Regions from separate parts of the Mus musculus genome. Here regions 1 and 2 are each linked to region 3. A link is a contact called in public HiChIP or PLAC-seq and capture Hi-C data. All regions are on one chromosome and are shown on one strand. The core of a region is the stretch at or near the end of the contact, and the rest is flanking DNA. Distances in the headings are between cores, read along the strand shown. Region 1 holds the start of Tmem170 (transmembrane protein 170). Region 2 holds the start of Ddx19b (DEAD box helicase 19b). Region 3 holds the start of Fa2h (fatty acid 2-hydroxylase).

Evidence for each region. HiChIP or PLAC-seq counts read pairs in DNA pulled down with a chosen protein or histone mark. Capture Hi-C pulls out chosen DNA fragments and counts their contacts.
Region 1: a capture Hi-C map of macrophages shows a contact between it and region 3, with 7 times the contacts expected there. The contact joins the promoter of Tmem170 here to the promoter of Fa2h in region 3. A contact is called at or near these places in 2 of 39 promoter capture datasets (the C10 cell line and liver) and 1 of 9 other capture datasets (macrophages).
Region 2: a contact with region 3 is called in a FOXA1 HiChIP or PLAC-seq map of pancreatic cancer cells. The contact joins the promoter of Ddx19b here to the promoter of Fa2h in region 3. A contact is called at or near these places in 2 of 39 promoter capture datasets (both in liver), 1 of 115 datasets of contacts at active chromatin or transcription factors (pancreatic cancer cells) and 2 of 9 other capture datasets (adipose tissue and pancreatic islet).

What each region holds. Positions count from the first base shown.
Region 1 is chr8:111,874,237-111,878,644 of GRCm38.p6, reverse strand. Tmem170 (transmembrane protein 170) reads left to right here and starts at 1,970. Exons shown (of 3, transcript NM_025781.2): 1 at 1,970-2,142. The coding sequence starts at 2,010.
Region 2 is chr8:111,025,564-111,029,860 of GRCm38.p6, reverse strand. Ddx19b (DEAD box helicase 19b) reads left to right here and starts at 2,091. Exons shown (of 12, transcript NM_172284.5): 1 at 2,091-2,263. The coding sequence starts at 2,207. It also overlaps a transcript of Aars not described here.
Region 3 is chr8:111,391,723-111,395,959 of GRCm38.p6, reverse strand. It overlaps Fa2h (fatty acid 2-hydroxylase), which reads left to right and starts at 2,139. Exons shown (of 7, transcript NM_178086.3): 1 at 2,139-2,477. The coding sequence starts at 2,208.

The DNA.
Region 1 (4,408 bases), core at 721-3,220, 480 kb before region 3:
ATCTGGGCATTAATGGATATAGCACACTTATGGGAAAGGGCTGTTGGCATTGTTCATGCTATCCTGTAAAAGCAAAAATCCTACAAAATCTAAAATGCTGACAAGATGTCTAAATATACTGAAAAACAGTTGCTGTAAAAGGTTTTAAAGTTATTGATTTATTATATATGTGTATTAGTCTGGATTCTGCAGAGGGAGAGAACTTAAATATTTATATTTATTAATGAATATGTTAAATTATTTATTGAATGTATCATATATATATATATATGTATATATATGATTTATAGAGTGGCTTACAGGAAGTGGTCCAGCTAATCCAGCAATGGCTGTCTACTAATGGAAGGCCCAGAGTCCAGGAGTTGTTCAGTCCATGGGGCTGGATGACCCCGCTGGTCTTTCAGTATACACTGGAATCTCTAAATAGGTTCTAATGCCAGTGTCTTAGTTTGGGTTTTACTACTGTGAGGAGACACCATGACCGAAGCAACTCTTATAAAGGCAAACATTTCATTGGGGCTGGCTTACAGTTTCAGAGGTTCAGTCCATTATCATCATGACAGGAAGCAGGGCAGCAGGCATGCTGGAGAGGGAGCTGAGAGAATCTCAGCAGGAGAAACTGTCTCCTCCGCACTGGGGTGGAGCTTAAACACTAGGAGACCTCAATGCCTGCCTACCCAGTGGCACACTTCCTCTAGCAAGGCCACACCTCCTAATACGTGCCACACTTCGCATGGGCTAAGCATATTCAAACCGGTAGATGGCGTGGTTCAGATCAAAGGTGGATTTTCCACCTCAAAGATCCAGATTATAGGTATTGCTACTTTAAATCCCTCACAGGTTTCGCCAGCCATTGCGGTTTTAGTTCATTCCAGGCGTCGTCAAGTTTACAACCAGGGAGAGCCATGGCCATATGTGTGTGGGAACCTGTGCAGGTCAAAGGACAACTTGCAGTTATGGGTTCTCTTTTACCACGTGGGCTCCTGAGATGGAACTCAGGTCACAGCTCCTAAAAGTTTCAACTTCTGTGACTTAGAGAATTTCTGGTCCTTTTTTTCTTTTTGGTTTTTCGAGACAGGGTTTCTCTGTATAGCCCTGGCTGTCCTGGAACTCACTTTGTAGACCAGGCTGGCTTCGAACTCAGAAATCCGCCTGCCTCTGTTTTGGTCCATTTAAAAAGTCTTATTTTTGCTTGTTGGTTGTTCGGAAGTTGAACCTACAGTCTTTTGTTTTGTCTTGTATTTGCTTTGGTTTTGGTTTTGACAGAGTTTCTCTATGTAGCTCTGGCTGTCCTGGAGCTTATTCAGTAGAGCAGGCTGGCCTCGAACTCAGAAAGCTGCCTGCCTCTACCTCTTGAGTGCTGAGTTTAAAGGCACGTATCACCACCGCCCAGCGAACCTATAGACTTTGACAGGCTAAGCAACTGGGGTTGGAATCTAGGGATGTGCAGCTAGGCTGGTTCTCTGTCAATACATATTCAGTCCTACAGAGAAATTTGAGTAGGCTAGTGGTCACTTAATTTTTATTTTTGGTGATGTATCCTTGTATACTATTTTAAAATGTATGTGAGTCTATGTGTATGTGAAGGTAAAAAGACAACCATGGGAGTTGGTTCTCACCTTTCACCATATGAGTCCTAGGGATGGAAGGCAAATCCTTCATGCTTGGAGGCAAACACCTCGCCTCTACCCGCTGAGCAATCTCACCGGACTTGTCCTACTTAAAGGTGGCACTAAAGAGGGCAGAGCCCAACACACCCAGATGGAGCAGAAGAAACTTGCCACTAGGGGCGCAGCATGCCGTGGGTTTCTCTAATCGAACGCAGCGCCAGGGGGCGGGAACAACCGTTACCCCGCCCCCTCCATCTGCGGCGCCCTGTGATTGGAAGGAGAAACGATTACTCTAGCAGCGCCGTTGGAGTGGGCGGGAGAAGAGGGCCGGCCAAAGGTGACGCCGTGGCTGCGGAGGTGCGGTACTCCGCGGCGCGGCGGGCGGTGGATGGCGGCGGGATGGAGCGCGAGGGGAGCGGCGGTGGCGGCGGCTCAGCCGGGCTCCTGCAGCAGATCCTCAGCCTGAAGCTCGTGCCGCGGGTGGGCAACGGGACCCTGTGCCCCAACTCCACTTCGCTCTGCTCCTTCCCAGGTACGCCCCGCCCCGCGCCTGCGCACTGCGCACCTGTCGCCTGCCTCCCAGGGCGAGGCCGAGGCAGCCCTGGAATCGCACTTGGGGCGACGGCTGTCCAGTCCTAGTGACTGCTAGTATCCTTCCTCTGAGAGCCTGTGTGCTGACGCTGTCCTCTGACTCTGTCCTACACCCACTTTCCCACCAGCCTGCTCAGACCTGTTGCGGATTCCCCCACCCGCACCTAGAAGAACTTAAGACAGAACTTCTAAATTGCTCTTAGCTCTTACCCGGGCTTCGCCGCCTTCTGCCAGGAGGGCTTTTAAAGTTACATTTACATTGTAGAACTGCTACAATTCAGAAAGTTGTGGAGAAGAGAATGATCCCCTGAGGTTATTAATAAAGGCCCTCAGGGGAGGGCATGATTGCTTTGGGTTTTTGAAGGCAAGACGACAGAGGCGGGGGTGGGGTGGGGTGTGGGGGGGTAGGGGTATTAGGACACTGCCGCAAAGAGAAACTAACCCAGTGACGTTGTAAAAGAGGATGACGGGTGGGATTGCTGACTGCAACCTTCGACCAGACACCTGTGAGTCTCATCTACTGGGCAGCGACTGCCAGGCGCCTCTCGGTGGACACCTGGGACCTGCCTGTGTAGTAGCTGACAAGGTGGCTGCCTTTTTGTTTTGTGGCAGCTGAAGATGTTAGCTTGTGATCCTGCCCACAAGAAAAGAGTCTGGGAGTTCAGATTGTTTCCAGAAGTACTAGTGTCCCACCTGACAGTGATTACAAATAAATACATATATAAATAAACAAACAAATCTGAAAGTGATTACAAATAAGTAAACACACAGACACACAGCATTCTGGCGACCTTCTCCAAAAGATGAAGGGTTCTTTCTTTCCTAGGATTCAGTGAGTCTGTTCTAACTCATTTTCTTACTTCTCTCCCAACTATTAAGGAGATTTCCAAACCTGAGAAGGCGAAACAGAGAATAACAAGTACCCATATGCTTAGTTCGGGTGGTAAAAGTCACATGTCTACTTAAAAGCTGAGGCTCATTAGGCACTTGTGAGACCATCATAGGTGGGGTTAGGTAGGCCTAGATGGTAGGCTAGATTATGGGGCCACAGTTGTATATTTGGCTGGTGTTGATGGATGTCTCATGCAAAGCAGGACTATTCTGGTTTTACAGCCTTGGTCACATCAATGTGCATGTGTGTACACATCACAATTTAACTTCCTGCACTGCGGAAGACGAGACATTAGGATTCTTGAGCTCAAAACTTCTGAACCAGGGATGTGTGTCCTGTCACTGTCACGGTGCCCCCAAGTCAGATCACTTCTAAAATCCATAACACGGATAAAGGGATGTTATTTAAATAGGCCTTATTTAAATTTTTCTCTAGTCAACCAAATAGCTTTTTTCTTAAAAACAAAAAATTGCCGGGCATCGTGGCGCTCGCCTTTAATCCCAGCACTCAGGAGGCAGAGGCAGGCAGATCTCTGAGTTCGAGGCCAGCCTGGTCTCCAAAGTGAGTGCCAGGACAGCCAGAGCTACACAGAGAAACCTTGTCTCAAAAAAAGAAAAAAGAAAAAAAATTTTAAATATATGCATGTGTTTGGGTGTGTGGATGTGAGTACAGGTGCCCACCCAGGCCAGAGGCCGGGAGTTACAGGTGGCTGGGCTATCTGACCTGGTTGCTGGAAATAGAACTCAGGTCCTCTGAAAGAGCAGCAACCACTCTATCTCTGAACTGTTTCTTCTTTGTGATTCTTTTTTTTTTTTTTCATTTTGTTTCTGTTTTTATTTGGTGAGAGAAAGAGTTGTTTTACCAAGAAGGAAAAAAGGCAGATGGCCTGTGAGCTGAGAAAAGGGAGCCGGTCAGAAGCCTTACTGAAGTCCAGATGCTAATCAAGAGTCAGACATGAGCCATAATGCGTCAGCGCTCAGGGCTCACTGGGAACTGAACTCAGATCCTCTGGAAGAGCAGCAGCCGCTCCCAACTGCTGAGCCATCTCTCCAGACTCTCCTGAAAATGCTAATCCGCATGATGTATTTGGGTTTTATTCCTGCTATGGCTGTGACAAGGGTACCATTTACCAGGACTCATTCCTTCATCGGGTCACCCTTCTAGCCGATGTGGGCTCCTGACTGGAGGTATAAACCTGGGTAGGATCACAACAAGCTAAACACTAGGCTAATGCAGAACAGATAGCCCTTGACCTCAAGTTGACCAGAGTGCATCATGAGCACGCCCCATCCCCGCAGTGTCTCATCTTCATTTG
Region 2 (4,297 bases), core at 842-3,341, 370 kb after region 3:
CCTGTGGCTATTTAAAGCCACATGGAATCTTGATCGTCTCTCTTCCTCTATCTTCTTCCTCTCTTCCTGTCCCGGTCTTGGTCTCTGAAACTCTTAACTCCGCCCCCTTTTCCCTGTCCAATCACAGGCTTCTTGTATTCATATTTAAATTAATTGGGGAGGGGATTCTGATACTGTACATACTTACTGTACATTTTTAATCCCTAAGCACTCAGGAGGCAGAGGCAAGTGGATCTCTGTGAGTTGGAGGCCAGCCTGGTCTACAGATCCAGGACAAAGGACCTGTTGATCACCAGCTCTTATTCTCCTGCTTTCAGCCTATCACTGGGGTTACAGGTTTCACCACCATGCTATTTATTTATTTATTTATTTATTTATTTATTTATGAGATTCTGACTCAAAAGAGCACATGGAAATTAACTTCCGAGGATAAAATGAAATTGCAGATGGTAGTGATGGTTCATGCTTGCAATCCCAGCATTTTGTCGGCTGAGGCAGGCAGGTCACTGTGAGTTAGATAAACCCCTCATAAACAGTCCCTGTTAGTTGAGTTTCTGATAACTTTAATACTGTATACACACCTATGTGAGTTTGGTTTGTTTTTGTGGATCAAGTGGAACCTATTCTACTGTATTGCATCTTGTGTAACTTAATGTTTCACTTCAATAAAATCTATTTGAAATTTTATTTATAATCTTCTATAGTCCTGAAAAATACAAAATAACTTAATTGTTTTTTAGCTGCTTTTCCTTGGGGTTTCTTCTAACTTGAAATATGATCATGGCCTCCTAGCTGGCTCCTGCCTCCACCCCACCCTTACCTATCCAACATTTCTTGAGGTTAATTTATTATCATGGGGTATTAGTAAAATGTTTTTATAGTTCCAGGAAGATGCTCAGTTTCTTTCTATGGAATACACAGGATAAAGACCTATTTAATCCTGGTTAGGGGGAAGCAGGTAGTTCCTTCTGCCTTTATTTTACTATTCTAAAACTAGAGCTATTTCCTTTTTAAAATTTCCAAAATTAGGCAGGGCGTGGTGGCACACACCTTTAATCCCAGCACTTGGGAGGCAGAGGCAGGTGGATTTCTGAGTTCGAGGCCAGTCTGGTCTACAAAGTGAGTTCCAGGACAGCCAAGGCTATACAGAGAAACCCTGTCTCAAAAAACCAAAAAAAAAAAAGTTCGGAAAAAAAATTCCCAAAATGAAGGCTGTGAAGGCTGGAGAGATGGAGCAGAGATTAAGAGCATTTGTTGCTCTTGCATAGTACCTGGGTTCCATTCCAGGTAGCCACATTGTAACCATCTGTAACTCCACTTCCAGGGTATCCAACACTTTCTTCTGACTAGGTACCAAGCACACATGTGGTGCACATAGACATGCAAGCAAAGCACTCATACACATAAAATTAAATGACTAAATCTTTAAAGTATTCATCCAAAAGTAATTAAATAAAATGCCAACGACACAACCTTTACATAGGAGAGGAGAGATGGCCATCTGAAGAAAGCATAGATAACGCCAGAGGTCATGTATTTTGTTATTAAACTGCTTTTACCATTTCCTTCAGGAACTGAATTGATTTGATTGAGCAAACCGCTTGCTCTTTCTGGTCTCTGATACTCTACCAAGAATTTTCCTTGGCATCTTCCTTTGGTGTTCAAAACTCAATTTGGGGCATATCATTGAGCACCTGTTTGTTTCACGGGACTGATTGTCAATGCTTAGACATCTTATTAAATTGAAAAGAACAGATACTATTTTGACCTTAGCTAAGAGTCTGGTAAGGCACGTTTACACAGAGGCATTTTAAATATCCTGAAAAGGTAAAACACTTGCTTATGTATTCTGGCTGTAATAGTTATACCAGGGCCATCTATGCCACCATGCTGATTGAAAATGTGACTTTCCGCCTTCGGTCCAAGAGCATTTAATGCTGGCTACCTCAGTTGGGTTGTAGGACGATCTGCAGCGAAGGGTGATGGGTGGGAACCCGAAGAGGACAGTAGTGGCGCTGGATCCCCGGACCTTAGGGGCGCGGAGCTGACGCTGACTCTGACGACACCGTGGCGCGCCGTTTCCGGTCTGAGCTTTAGTGAATGATTTCCCTCGGGGCGGTGCTGGACTTCTCTGCCACCCACCTGAGTCCGCGGTCGCACCGCCCAAGCGGGCAAGCCTGCCAGCGCTGCCCCGGCACCGCGGGCCATGGCTACGGATTCTTGGGCCCTAGCAGTAGACGAACAGGAAGCCGCAGCTGAGTCTGTGAGTTGTCACCAACCGCTGGAGGACCAGGGGCCAGTGCCAGTCAGGATATCTGCCCCTTAGAAGGACAGATCTTAGGTTGCTTGGAACTGGGTGGAGGACCCTGGCGGCATGGGCCCCGAAACCAGAGCTGGCTTTGATTACCCAAGCCCTTCCACCTTGTGTAAACTCAAGTTGGATGCTTGGTTGCCCATAGTGCTCAGCCACCTGCCTGTCTTCCTGGAATCAGGGCTGATATTCGATTGCACTCACAAACTCGGATGGTAATCTGTAGCTTGGGCTTTGAGTTTCCTGGGCTCAGGGAGGTTGTCTTACTCATATTTATTTGTATGACTCCTCCAACTTGGTTACCTCTAGCTTGGTTATTGGTAGTGAATGACTGGTGGGGCCTATCAGTAAATCTTTTGGTTGGCTTAACTGGTTTTCTGAACCTGATACATAGTAGCAAGATTAGAGTTAAATATGGAATTATATATGTCTTGAATTTTCCAAGAATTAGGACCTTGTTCTTTTTTTTTTTTTTAACTTTGAAAAAATAAAGGTTTGAACCTGTCACTGTGATGTGGCACCTCTCATCCTATCTCTTTTTTTTTTAATATTTATTTATTTATTATATGTAAGTACACTGTAGCTGTCTTCAGACACACCAGAAGAGGGAGTCAGATCTTGTTACGGATGGTTGTGAGCCACCATGTGGTTGCTGGGATTTGAACTCTGGACCTTCGGAAGAGCAGTCAGGTGCTCTTACCCACTGAGCCATCTCACCAGCCCTCATCCTATCTCTTGGAGACTTAAGACAGGAGGGCTGACTCAAGTAAGAGGCCAACCTGGGCTGCATAGTGATCTTGCTGGAAAAAAAATATATGTATATATATATATATGTATATATATATACACACACACATATACATACACACACACATATATATCAAATACAATAAAGAATTAACTATCCATTTTGGCTCAAAGCCTTTATTATATATAGGGTTTTAAAAAAAGATTTATTTTATGTATATAAGTACACTGTGGCTGTACAGATGGTTGTGAGCCTTCATGTGGTTGTTGGGAATTGTTGGCCCCGCTCATTCAGGCCCAAAGATTTATTTTTTATTATACATAAGTACCGCTGTAGCTGTCTTTAGAAGCACCAGAAGAGGGTGTCAGATCTCATTACAGGTGATTGTGAGCCACCATGTGGTTACTGGGATTTGAACTCTGGACAGAAGAGCAGTCAGTGCTCTTACCCGCTGAGCCATCTCGCCCACTCTTTGTATATAGTTTAAAGAGAAATAATATTTTTGGCTTTGTGCATTGAGGGAATTATTTATTTATTTTTGTTTTTGGAGACAGGGTTTCTCTGTGTAGCCCTGGCAGTCCTGGAACTCACTCTGTAGACCAGGCTAGCCTCGAACTCAGAAATTTGCCTGCCTCTGCCTCCCAAGTGCTGGGATTAAAGGTGTGTGCCACCATGCCCAGCATAAAAACTGTTTATGTCATAACCTTTAGTCTCATTCAAACTGATGGGCCATTCCAAGGTTAGAGCCCATTTTCTGAGGGGAAGGGGAAACAGCAGATTTGCTTTCAATCTCATTCAGAGGGATTCTTTCTTTCTTGTGTTAAATATAGTCTCGTTTTCCTTTCCTTCCTTTCTCTAGACACAAGGTCTCATGTAGCCCAAGCTACATGGCCCACACCTGTACCTCCCTGCACTGGGACTGAAGGTGTGTGCTACCACACCTGGCTCAGTACTTAGTAGCACTGTCTGTCTATCTGTATCTCTCTCTCTCTCTCTCTCTCTCTCTTAATCATTTTATTCGTTTGCATTTCCCTTCACAAATCTCCCATCCCATTCTGTCTTCCCTGCTCTCCTTTGCCTCTATGAGGGTGTTCCTCCACCCATGCACCCACTCCTGCCCAAGGGGCTCCCCTTCCATTGATGTCAGATAAGGCATCCTCTGCTACATATGTATCTGGAGTCTGGTTTGGTCTCTGGGAGCTCTGGGTGGTCTCGTTAGTCGATACTGTTCTTCCTAT
Region 3 (4,237 bases), core at 890-3,389:
TTCGGCAGGGGTTGGGGGCAGGACAAAAGTCATCTGGATGGGGCAGCCTCAGAACTGGCAGTTTGATCACTAATCAGGATCCATGGCTGAGCAATGAAAGCTGTATGTGGGTTTCCTTGTTATTAACAAGGTTCTGATGACACACTCAGTCTACAGGCTTTGCCTCTAAGGCCCCTACTTTTCCTTGTAGAAAGGAGGCACGATTCCCTGTCCTCCCTCCAGGATTCTGTCCCAGGCGTCATGATGTAAGACAAAATTGAGGCACCAAAATTTAAGAGCCTACGAAAAAATTCAAGATAACTTTGAATCTCAAATCAAATGCTTTAAAGTTTTTTTTTTAATTATGTGTGTTCCTAGATGAGGTGATGCACACCTTTGATCCTGGTACATAGGAGGAAGAGGCAGGCAAATCTATATGAATTTAAGGCTAGTCTGGTCTATAAAGTGAGTTCTATAGATACAGTGAGATCCTGTCTCAGAGAGAGAAAGAGAGAGAGAGAGAGAGAGAGAGAGAGAGAGAGAGAGAGAGAGAGAGAATGTGTGTTCCTGTGCAGACCAGGGAGGGTACAATTCTTTGGAGCTGGAGTTAGTTATAGGTGATTGTGAGCTGCCTGCTGGGAGCTGAACCCTAGTGCTCAGGAAGAGCAGTGAAGGGTCTTAGCAATTCTCTCTCTAGACCCACCATAAATAATTTTTCCTTCTTGGAAATATTACAAGTTTTATTCTCCATTCACTGGATTGTGGCTCATCCAGAAATCAAGAATACAATGATCAGTCAGAATAAAAGATCTCACAAAAGAGATGACGTGTGCACACACCCATCAGTTGCCAGGCAGGCCAGCAGTTCACCTCTACCTCTGAAGGGCTCCAAAGCCACTGCCCTTCCCTAACAAGAGAAAAGAGGAGGAGGCTGGGGGTGAGGGCACTGAATCAGCCATGTCTTTATTACAAGATTGTGAGGTGACAGATTTGCTGATAGGTGGACAGATATACAGTAAATTCATAAGTCAATAAAGTAAATAGAAATTCCCAGGATAAACACTTCACTAGTCTTCCACAACTCAGAACTAATGCAAAAGGTCCACAATGAACCCAATAGAAAATGCTTAAATAAAAACACAATCCAGCTATGCGGCTTCCCAAAGCTGTCTTACTAATAATGGCTTTTATTTCCATACAATATAATTTATAAAAACATCTGGAAGGCTGGCCCGGTGGTTAAGAGCACTGGCTGCTCTTTCAGAGGACCAGGGCTGCCAGCATATACACAACTCCTCACAAACTTCCCACAAATCTCCAGTTCCAGAGGATTGACACTCTCTTCTGACCGCCAGAGGGATGGCATGCGCATATGCATACACACACTCATACACAAAGTAAAATAAATCCTTTTTTAAAGTCGTCTGTTCACTCACCCAATGCACCCAGTGAAATATGTTTTGGGATTTTTTTGTTTCATTTTTATTTAAAATTGTAATAAAATGTGTACAATATACGTTTCAGAAATAAATATTCAGCATTTAGATGCGCATTCACACGGTGGGACGACGTAAGTTTTTAAACATTAAATATAACTATATATAATATTTAATTATATAATATATAATATTTAATTATTTAAATATATAATAGATACTATATAATAATTATATATAATTATATGTGATTAAATATTAAATATAATTAATTTCCAAATATTAAATATATTGTGGCTGAGTTTATATATTTCATACCCCCCAACCCCTGGGACTAGACCAGACCTCCGCCCTAGTGACTCTTGTCCTTGGCACCTCTTGAAACTGCCGAATTGAATACAGTAAGTTTCCCCCTTGAAGATGCGGTTCCTTGAAGATGTAGAAGTTGCGTGCCCGCCGAGGAGGTGGTCCTGACAGTCACCTTCAATGCGCTGGCATCCACCAGCAGCCGGGCACACCTGGTGGGCACGCCCTCTACCTGCCCAGGGCTACCTGGCGGGCCGCGCTCAGCGTCTTGCTCTCGGGGCTCGGGTCCCTGCGGGCCAATGGGGAGGCGGCTCCGGGCAGCAGCCGCGTCCCACCGAGTGGCCAATGGGAGCAGGGCATGCAAATGAGCAGGTGCGGTGGCGGCCGGCCCGTTGCGGCTGCCCCGGCTCCCGAGATGTTAGAGGCGCGCTGGGCAGCCGCGGAGCAGACTGCCGGGCTCCGAGATCCGAGCTCCGCTCTCCCGCCATGGCCCCCGCTCCGCCCCCCGCCGCCTCTTTCACGCCCGCCGAGGTCCAGCGGCGCCTGGCGGCCGGTGCCTGCTGGGTCCGCCGCGGGGCCAGCCTCTACGACCTCACCAGCTTCGTGCGGCATCATCCGGGGGGCGAGCAGCTGCTGCTGGCGCGGGCTGGCCAGGACATCAGTGCCGACCTGGATGGGCCACCTCACAGACACTCCGACAACGCCCGCCGCTGGCTGGAGCAGTACTATGTGGGCGAACTGCGAGCGGACCCGCAGGTACCAGGCGGCCCGGGGCACTCCCCGCTCCCTGCCTCACACCCCTCCCCCAGTCCGCCACTTTAGAGAGCTCAGATCACCTGCCCTCTAGGAGAACGCAAGGTGACAGCCTCCACCCTCACTTCCCTCCGTTTTCCCAGTTTCTCTCCAGGTAACCGGTCACTGACACCCCCTCTCCCATCCCCCTATTTCCCGTTCCTATCACCAGGAGCTTGGTGTTCCCGCTACCCCCCTGACCCGGCTGCATCCTCCTTCCAACATGTCCCTTCTGCAGCCCCCCTACCGCCTGACAACTTCGACTCCTGTTTCTGCCTCCAGCCACTACCTCCCACCCCACCCCCTTTCTCTCTTCTCTTCCTTTTCCTTTATCAGCCTTTCTGGTTTCCTTTCTTGTTTCAGTAGTGGGTCCCTAGGCTCACCTGGCCTCAGTTTCTCCATCCCACCACTCTCTTGGTTCAAGGAGACACAAATCCAAAACTCTGCTCTGCCCCCTTCAGGGGCTCCTGTGGGTGAGTGAGTGAGGGGCCCGAACAGCGTTTTATTGATTCTATCCTCCAGCCCCCGGTTTTATTTCCGTCCTAAACAGTGTTGTGGGTTTGAAAGAGTGAAATAAAATACACGAACCAGCTTGCTAAGGAGAAGTCGATATTTCTAACCCAGACTATGCTAAACTCTCGGTACTGCTGTGTGGTACAGACTCATCTTGGATTTTTACCTTCAACCCATCCTGGGTGTTATTCTCATTTCAGGATGTGGAAACAAGGGTTCAGTGAAGTTCTATAAATGTCTGAGGTCAAACAACTAGGTAGTACAAAAATCAAGTGTTTCTTATTCAAGAATCAAAGTCGTCTCCATCTGGAGGGTTGGGAGACAGAGCTCTTGGTAGACTCAGGTGGAGCCAAGCTAACTCCTTATTCTCAAGCCTGATAGCAGGACTGGTGACAGCAAGGCCATCGTGATTAGGTTAAAGCAACGGTTGGTCCTTGTTGCTCGCGATCTTTCAAGTGCTTTTAGATCTTTAGATGAAAGGACATGCTGTCCACTGTTCCAAGAGACACCTCTTATCCATCTTGCCTAATTCTTATCTCTTAGTCACTTACTTGGTTCTTAAACGGATTGACGACACTGTGCTGGGCACCAACAGCCATTGAACAGAAATGGTTACCATTTTCATGGAGTGAACAAGTTCATAAGGAACCTTACTATGGACTCGGTCATTGTTTAATTACATTTATTAATATTTATAATATTTGCATACTGGGTCTGGAGCAGGTTCAGTAAGAGCTACCTTGAAGAAAGTGACATTTTCACCAAGAGCTAATTGAAGACAGAGCTTAGCCAAAAGTGGTAAGAAGAACATTCCAGACAGAGGAATAGCATGTATTAAAAAACAAACAAACAAACAAACAAACAAACTGTGGCACAGTCAAGAGACAGCAATGGAACCAAGGTGACCAAGGGCTGGCAGGTCAAGGGAAGAAAGAGGTGGGAGCTAGAAGTTATTGGGGCTTGATCAAAGGGCCTCAAAGGCTGTGGTTGGGGGTTTGGGGGCTTGACTTGCAAGGCTAAAGGACTTAAGCTGAAGAGTGGTGCGGAAAGATTTGCATCTTCGGAAGAGTAGCCTTGCTCCAGTGACAAGGAGCGGAGGGAACTCCAGTGGATGTAAGGAGTTCCAGAGAAAAGGCATAGTTTAACCACCATGACCAGAAGGGAAAGGAGATTTCATAATAGAAGATTTGACAGATTTCATAAACTGTCCA